Linked DNA regions of Mus musculus: region 2 is linked to region 1. The links are chromatin contacts, called in public HiChIP or PLAC-seq maps. All regions are on one chromosome and are shown on one strand. Each heading gives the region's core, a stretch centred on a gene start, on an enhancer-like site or on the middle of the called end of the contact. The rest is flanking DNA. Distances are from core to core; before and after follow the strand shown.

The links. HiChIP or PLAC-seq counts read pairs in DNA pulled down with a chosen protein or histone mark.
Region 2: an H3K4me3 HiChIP or PLAC-seq map of embryonic limb bud shows a contact between it and region 1, with 4 times the contacts expected there. The contact joins the enhancer-like site here to the promoter of Rexo4 in region 1. A contact is called at or near these places in 2 of 484 Hi-C or Micro-C datasets (liver and nephron progenitors), 4 of 115 datasets of contacts at active chromatin or transcription factors (embryonic basal ganglia, embryonic hindbrain, embryonic limb bud and 1 more) and 1 of 9 other capture datasets (pancreatic islet).

Annotation. Positions count from the first base shown.
Region 1 is chr2:26,962,770-26,966,015 of GRCm38.p6, reverse strand. It overlaps Rexo4 (REX4, 3'-5' exonuclease), which reads left to right and starts at 1,630. Exons shown (of 8, transcript NM_207234.2): 1 at 1,630-1,964. The coding sequence starts at 1,698.
Region 2 is chr2:27,208,505-27,211,456 of GRCm38.p6, reverse strand. Sardh (sarcosine dehydrogenase) reads left to right here. Exons shown (of 21, transcript NM_138665.2): 17 at 353-446. Among named protein-coding and RNA genes, the nearest start is that of Sardh, 37 kb to the left of the region's middle. Within about 2 kb of position 1,511, at least 59 of the 459 cell types and tissues checked have an H3K27ac peak or open chromatin away from gene starts, as enhancers often do. A contact at or near this core is called in embryonic limb bud, where this site is marked.

The sequences.
Region 1 (3,246 bases), core at 381-2,880:
AGTAGGCAGAGGTACCACCCCCCAGGGCAAATAGCCTCCTCCCTCTACTTTGTTTTCTCTCTCTCTCTCTCTCTCTCTCTCTCTCTCTCTCTCTCTCTCTCTCTCTCATATCTATGTCTCTTATTTCCTACCCTCTGGGGCAAATAAATCTCTTTTTGTAAGGGTCCCCCAAAACTGGCACCCTGGACTCAAATAGTATGTAACCGCAAAGAGTGTTTTATTCTGCAGAAGTCCAGCATGCTGGGGTCTCCCATTGCTAAGATAGAGAGACCATCAAGTGAGCTTGAAGGCTCGATTTAAAGCGCACTGGATTTCTGGGGTAGATGGGCTTTATCTTATTCTATCTCTAGGCATTCCAGAACCATTATCTGAGTGAGTGCTGTTGTGATCATAAAAAGAGAAAGAGCTACTAAGATCTGTTCTGGCAGGGTGTGGGGGAAGGGTGTGCCTCAGTGGGCCCATGCCTCAGCATCCCTTCCCCCTGAGAGAGCAGCCACATGACGGTATAGTATAGAATAGAGTTTATTCGGGGCATGGGGAGGGGAGTTAAGAGGGTAGTAGAGACAAAGGCAGAGAGGGGAGGGGGAGGGGGAGGGGGAGGGGGAGGGGGAGGGGGAGGAGAGGATTGGAGGCTGGCCATGAGCATATGGAGAGAGGGGGTAAGGGAATGGGGAAAGGGGGGAACAAGGGGCCAAGAGGCAAAAGCGTGAGAGAGAAAGAGAGAGGGATGAGGGGGCAAGCAGCCCCTTTTATAGGGTCAGTCCTACCTAGCTGCTACCAGGTAACTGTGTGGAGGAGCATATCTGGCTGTTGCCAGGTTTCGGTGGGGGTGGAGTCCAGACAGAATACCAACAGGTGCGAAGGCTAGAGCCTGGATTTTTTTTTTTTTTTTCTACTAGTAATCGAGTTGCTTGGACTTGCCCATACCTTAGGCCTAGTCTCTTTAACTGCCAATTTGAAGTGTGTTGCGGAATCTGCCTAGCCTTCTCTGTGCTCAGAACTTGGTCTTGGGGGGTGCCGGGGAGGGGGTGTCCTGATTGGATATTTTTCCTAACAGCCACCACCAAGTCTCCCAAACCTTCTTACGTGGTCTGTTGGCTTTGCTGCTTATCTCTAGTCAGAGAAACCCGAGGGCAAACGATTCAACTGTGACCGCCCCATCTGTATTGCACTATCAGGATCAAGAATAGATTGCTGGTCATTAACACTGCGATTAAGAATGTATATGTATACGTATATAGTCACAATTAAATTTTGCTTTATCATTAATATCGGACACTGCTGGCGTGCCTTTGCAGTCAGTAAACCAGAGACGTGGGGAAGGCTTCGGTATTCGCAGTGTGTGGTTGTGCATAGGGCAACCTACACAAGACCCGCCTCCGCCTCTTCCGTACCCCCGTGAGTGCCACACCGAGAGTAGTCCCCCAGCCTTTTCCGGTGTCCCAGAGTCTCCTCATTTGCGGCCTTCCGGGACACCAGATCTTTGTGAAGGTCTGGGCTCCCTTCCGTCAAACTCTGGGTATCCAACCGCAGCGCTGCTAGCCAGGGCTGTCAGCCCCCAGTGCTAACTAGCGGGCTAGTCGCAGAGTCCGCATACGTGCGGAACCAAAGATGCAGTCTCGGTTTCTAGCAGGTCGCGAAGAGAACAGCAACCCGGGTTCCCGCATGCGCAGTGGAGCACGCTTGCACCCTGGGAAATGTGTGCTTGCGCGGTTGCTGGAGTCGCGGTCTCTTCCCTGGTGGTTCCGACTGCGGAGAGCGGGGAGATGAAGACGAAGGCCACCGCGCCGGTGCCCCAACCTGGGCCTATCAGGAAGCTCGCTAGGAAGAAAGCCAAGAAGAAGTTCAGGAAGAGCAAAGCTCTGGCAGGAAGTGGGGTTCCGGGAAGCCACCCGGCGGCTGTGGCAGGCCGACCGCCGAAGGCCCCCGAGAACTTTTCTCAAAATTGGAAGGCGTTGCAAGAGGTGAGACCGGCGACAGGCCACCTTCATCCCGAACTTTCTGTCAGGTAGCCACAGACTCCGAAGGAGGAAGGGATGTTGCCCTCTGCTTCATTCAAATTCTTTTTCTCAATTATGAATCACTTATCTAGGTTGCCACCCTGGCAACGTCTTAAACTATGTCCCAGAACTCTGGCCCAGTGGTTCTGGAACTATTGTAGCTCAGGGTATACCCACACTAGTGGTTGTCCTCCTACATTAGGTAGCCTCCCTAGTCCTGAGCCTCTATACCTACCCCCATTCATAAATTCTTCCATACTAGTTAGATGCTTTTTTTTGTTGTTTTTGTTTTTTCGAGACAGGGTTTCTCTGTGTAGCCCTGGCCGTCCTGGAACTCACTCTGTAGACCAGGCTGGCCTCGAACTCAGAAATCTGCCTGCCTCTGCCTCCCGAGTGCTGGGATTAAAGGCGTGCGCCACCACGCCCAGCTTAGTTAGATGCTTTTACTGCCCTTGTTTCTTAGACGGGGAAATTGTGACACATAACTTACAGGGTTTGAGTTGAAAGTAGGTCACATACGGTGTAAACAGCAGAACTGGGGTGCTGAATATGCCTTCACTGTCGACTTCTAGGGAGTCTTGAGGAGTGTATGTCATGGAGCCTCAGTAAGAAAGACAATAAGGAATTTCTTGGCCTCCATAACAACACTCCACCTTGTTCCTTAGTGTGGATCTTCCAACAGGACACCCAGGAGCAGCCAAACCCTGTGGACAGTCAGGGCTGTGTATGCTGGTTCTTGTTCTTTCTCCCAAGAAAGTAAAGTGTGCAGGGAGGACATGTTTACTAAAGGAAACTTGGATTTGGCTCTGGTTTCTACAAGAATCTAAATCCTTCAGGCCTTTTAAGTATTAGGGGAGTGAATAAGTAGAAACTCACTGCAACATCTCTCAGCTGGTTGCCATCTTGTTGTGGTCTTAACTGGAGATTTGAACACAAGGAAGAAATTGGTCTCCTGGACCTCTCCTCTACATGGATCAGCCCTATCTGGTTTCACAGGACTTCTTTCTTTCCATTGAACTCCCTTCCTCCAGGTCTTCCTTAGATTCTGAGCTGTAGCCGCCTCCAGAGATAACGGAAGTGATCACTGTGTCCCACAGTGTTGACCATGGAAGTCACTAAGTGAAACTCCAAATAAAGAAGTGAAAAGCACCATTAGTGGTGATGGGAAGTGCATGGATGATAGAATAGATGTACACACAAGTTTCTTGAACCTGTGGTATGTCAGTTCAAAATTAAATGTGGCTTT
Region 2 (2,952 bases), core at 262-2,761, 250 kb before region 1:
TCCTATGCTCCCTGCTGAGTCCTGTCTACTCACCACAGCTTGACCTTTGACTCTGCTATATAAAACAGAGGCACAATTGCCAGTTCCTCGCAGTGACCACCATTGTGACTCAGGTGGGATCCAGGGTGCTTGGTAGTTGAATAACTCTATTTTAGTTGACCATCCTGTAGCGAGAACTCACCTATAGCCCGGCTTCCCTGACAGCCCACAGGAAGGTGGCTTTCTCATATGGTGGCACTTGTAGCCTGTCCCTACCAGGTCGTCTAGATTTATTGTCTTCCTCCCGCTGGTATTGGCTCACTGGCCAGGAACACCTGAGGTTGTGACTCACAGACTCTGTTCTTGTTCACAGCCGTGACATCCTGCAGGATGTGCTTGATGCTGACCTGAGCAACGAGGCCTTCCCCTTCTCCACCCACCAGCTGGTGAGAGCCGCCGGGCACCTGGTAGGTAGCAGTGACCGTCAGCCTCTGGGGGCTGGAGTGTGGTGGCGGCAACTTTTAGCAAAGGTTGGGTGGGCCTGGGAGTCTGGTACTTTCGGGCAAGTCTCTTTATCTCCCTGGGCCTCAACTCCCAAGGTCTGTCAGAGATGCTGGCAGCCAGCCTGACCCAGGAGGGAGCTCAGAGAGGCATGATGGCATCAAGATGCAGTGCCATGTGATTTCCTCCTGGTTTCCTGGCAAGTGACAAAGCCCAGCTCTTCCGCGGTTATGGCTATCATCTTCATCAGGGTCCCCTGGGACTCCGGGGGCTCTCTGGGTGATGCTGGGTAGGGAATCTGGGCCCTAGCTCCTGGCTGGCCCCCGCCATTTCCTGGGCCTCAGACTCCTGGCTGGGGAATACACGTTGTGCTTTCCATCTGGGATTCTCAAGGCTGATGGAGAAGGTGATGATGCCATATACCAAGTATCATTATCCCCTCCCAGGGGGGATTAGAGATCCTGACCTTGGCCCATAGGTCCCGGCAGTGCCCCCTAGTGGTGACTCTGAGAGGTGTGTCCTGGCAAGGCTGGCTTGCCCACGAAGGCCATCCTGGATCATTTATTTTCCGCAGCTTTTGCAGGGGCCCCAGGCCGGGCTGCATGAGTGTTACTTCCCTAGACTGAGTTTAGAGAATCTGGATGTCTTGCCCAGGTTGCCCAAATGACAATGCCCCCCAAAACAAAGATCTGTGCTGGTGACACACATGCCTGCAGCGGGGCAAGGACACTGTTAGGCATGTTCTGTCCTCTCTACTTGGCCATCTCTAGGGTTTTTTTTTTTTTTTTTTTTTTTTGTGGAGAGATGTGGAGGGCTATCAGTTGGAGAATGAGATTCCTGCCCACAAAAGGGCCAGACATCCTGGGACCAGGCTGGAACCTGTCAGCAAATAAACAGAGTGGCGCTGAGTGCTAAGGAGGATGCTGCCAGCGGGAGCGGGTGATAAAGGCCGCCACGTGGGCTGCACTCCACCTCCCCTCTGGAAGCTGCACCAGGGTTCAGGAAGTGGGGTGGGGGTTCTCTGTCTAGCTTGTTTCCTGCCTCATTAATGCAAAGCTGCTTGCTGGGACCAGAGAGGGTAGGTGCTCTGAAAGAGTAGTGGGGTGGGGTCCTAGGACATGGCAGCCTCCAGACCTTCAGACTCTCTAGCTTGGGTTGTTCATGAGGGCATCCTGGTGGCATTTGTGTTGGTATATTCAGCATCCAGAGTCCAGTTTTGATCAGGGCTGGGTTCTGCTGTGTGGAGGAAAGGAAAGCCGTGTCCCGCTTCCACTGTGCCGAGGCTTGGCACAGCCTCAGCCTGTGTGTGGTTTGGATGTTCGTGGAGGGAAGACCAGGTGGGAATATATCCCCTCCTGTCAAGATCAGCATCCTCCCACCACTAGCAGGACCACCGTGGGGTCGGGTGGGGGGAGCAGCGTGGGGTTCCCAACTCCAGCTGCTTCCTCCCATGGGACCCTGTCCTGGCCATGGCTGCCTCCCAGCCCTCCCAGGCTGCCCGGGAATCTTCACCTGGGGCCTGGGAGTTAGGCCAGGGCCCAGGCTGAGCTGACACAGCTCATATTGCCCAGGGTCACGGGCAGGCCAAGCCCCAAAGTAAGTGTCTGGTCTGGGGATCATGTATTCACTGGCTACTCGTGCCTCTGCCAAGCTGACTTATGGTGGCATAAGATACATATGAAATAATGCCCATGGCCTGGCTCACAGTATAGGCCTGCCATCCCAGCTGTGCAGACACCAAGGCAGAAGAACTGAACGTTCAAGATCAGCCTGGTCAACTTAGTAAGAGCCTGCCTCAAAATAACAAGTAAACAGAGAGCTGTGCTGTAGCTCAGTGGTAGAGTGCTTGTCTGGCGTGTGTGAAAGCCCAGGTTCAACTCCAGCGTTATAAAAAACAAGCAGGAGGAAGAAAGAAAGAAAGAAAGAAAGAAAGAAAGAAAGAAAGAAAGAAAGAAAGAAAGAAAGGAGAAAGAAAGGAAAGAAAGAAAGAAAGAAAGGAAAGAGAGAGAGAGAAAGAGAGAGAGAGAGAAAAAGAAAGAAAGAAAGAGCCACAAACACCAGCATTCTGTTTCCAACCATAGCTGTGCAGCAAAGGCTGGGTACCCAGTCCAACTCAGACCTCACTTCCGTAGCACATCCTTGGGACACAACCTTGACCTCACTCGGCCTTGCTTCTTTCAGCTCTGGAATAGGGTTGTGGTCCAGAGCCCATGGCATGATTACATAAAGATGGCCTTCTCCATGTGGCAAAGACACACTGACCAGCACAGGTCACCAAACGCTTGGCTGTGTTGTAAAATATGAGAAAACTCAAGAAAGCTCAGCCATCCATCCCTAGAGGCTGGTGTGTCTACTTCATGACAACATCTGCCTGTTTGTAACTGTGCCAGGCCTGTTCTCTGCACAATGGCCGTGGTCCTCACATCGCTCTGTTCTCTAGTTGTGCTTGTTCTTTGCCCACTCCCCTGCCTT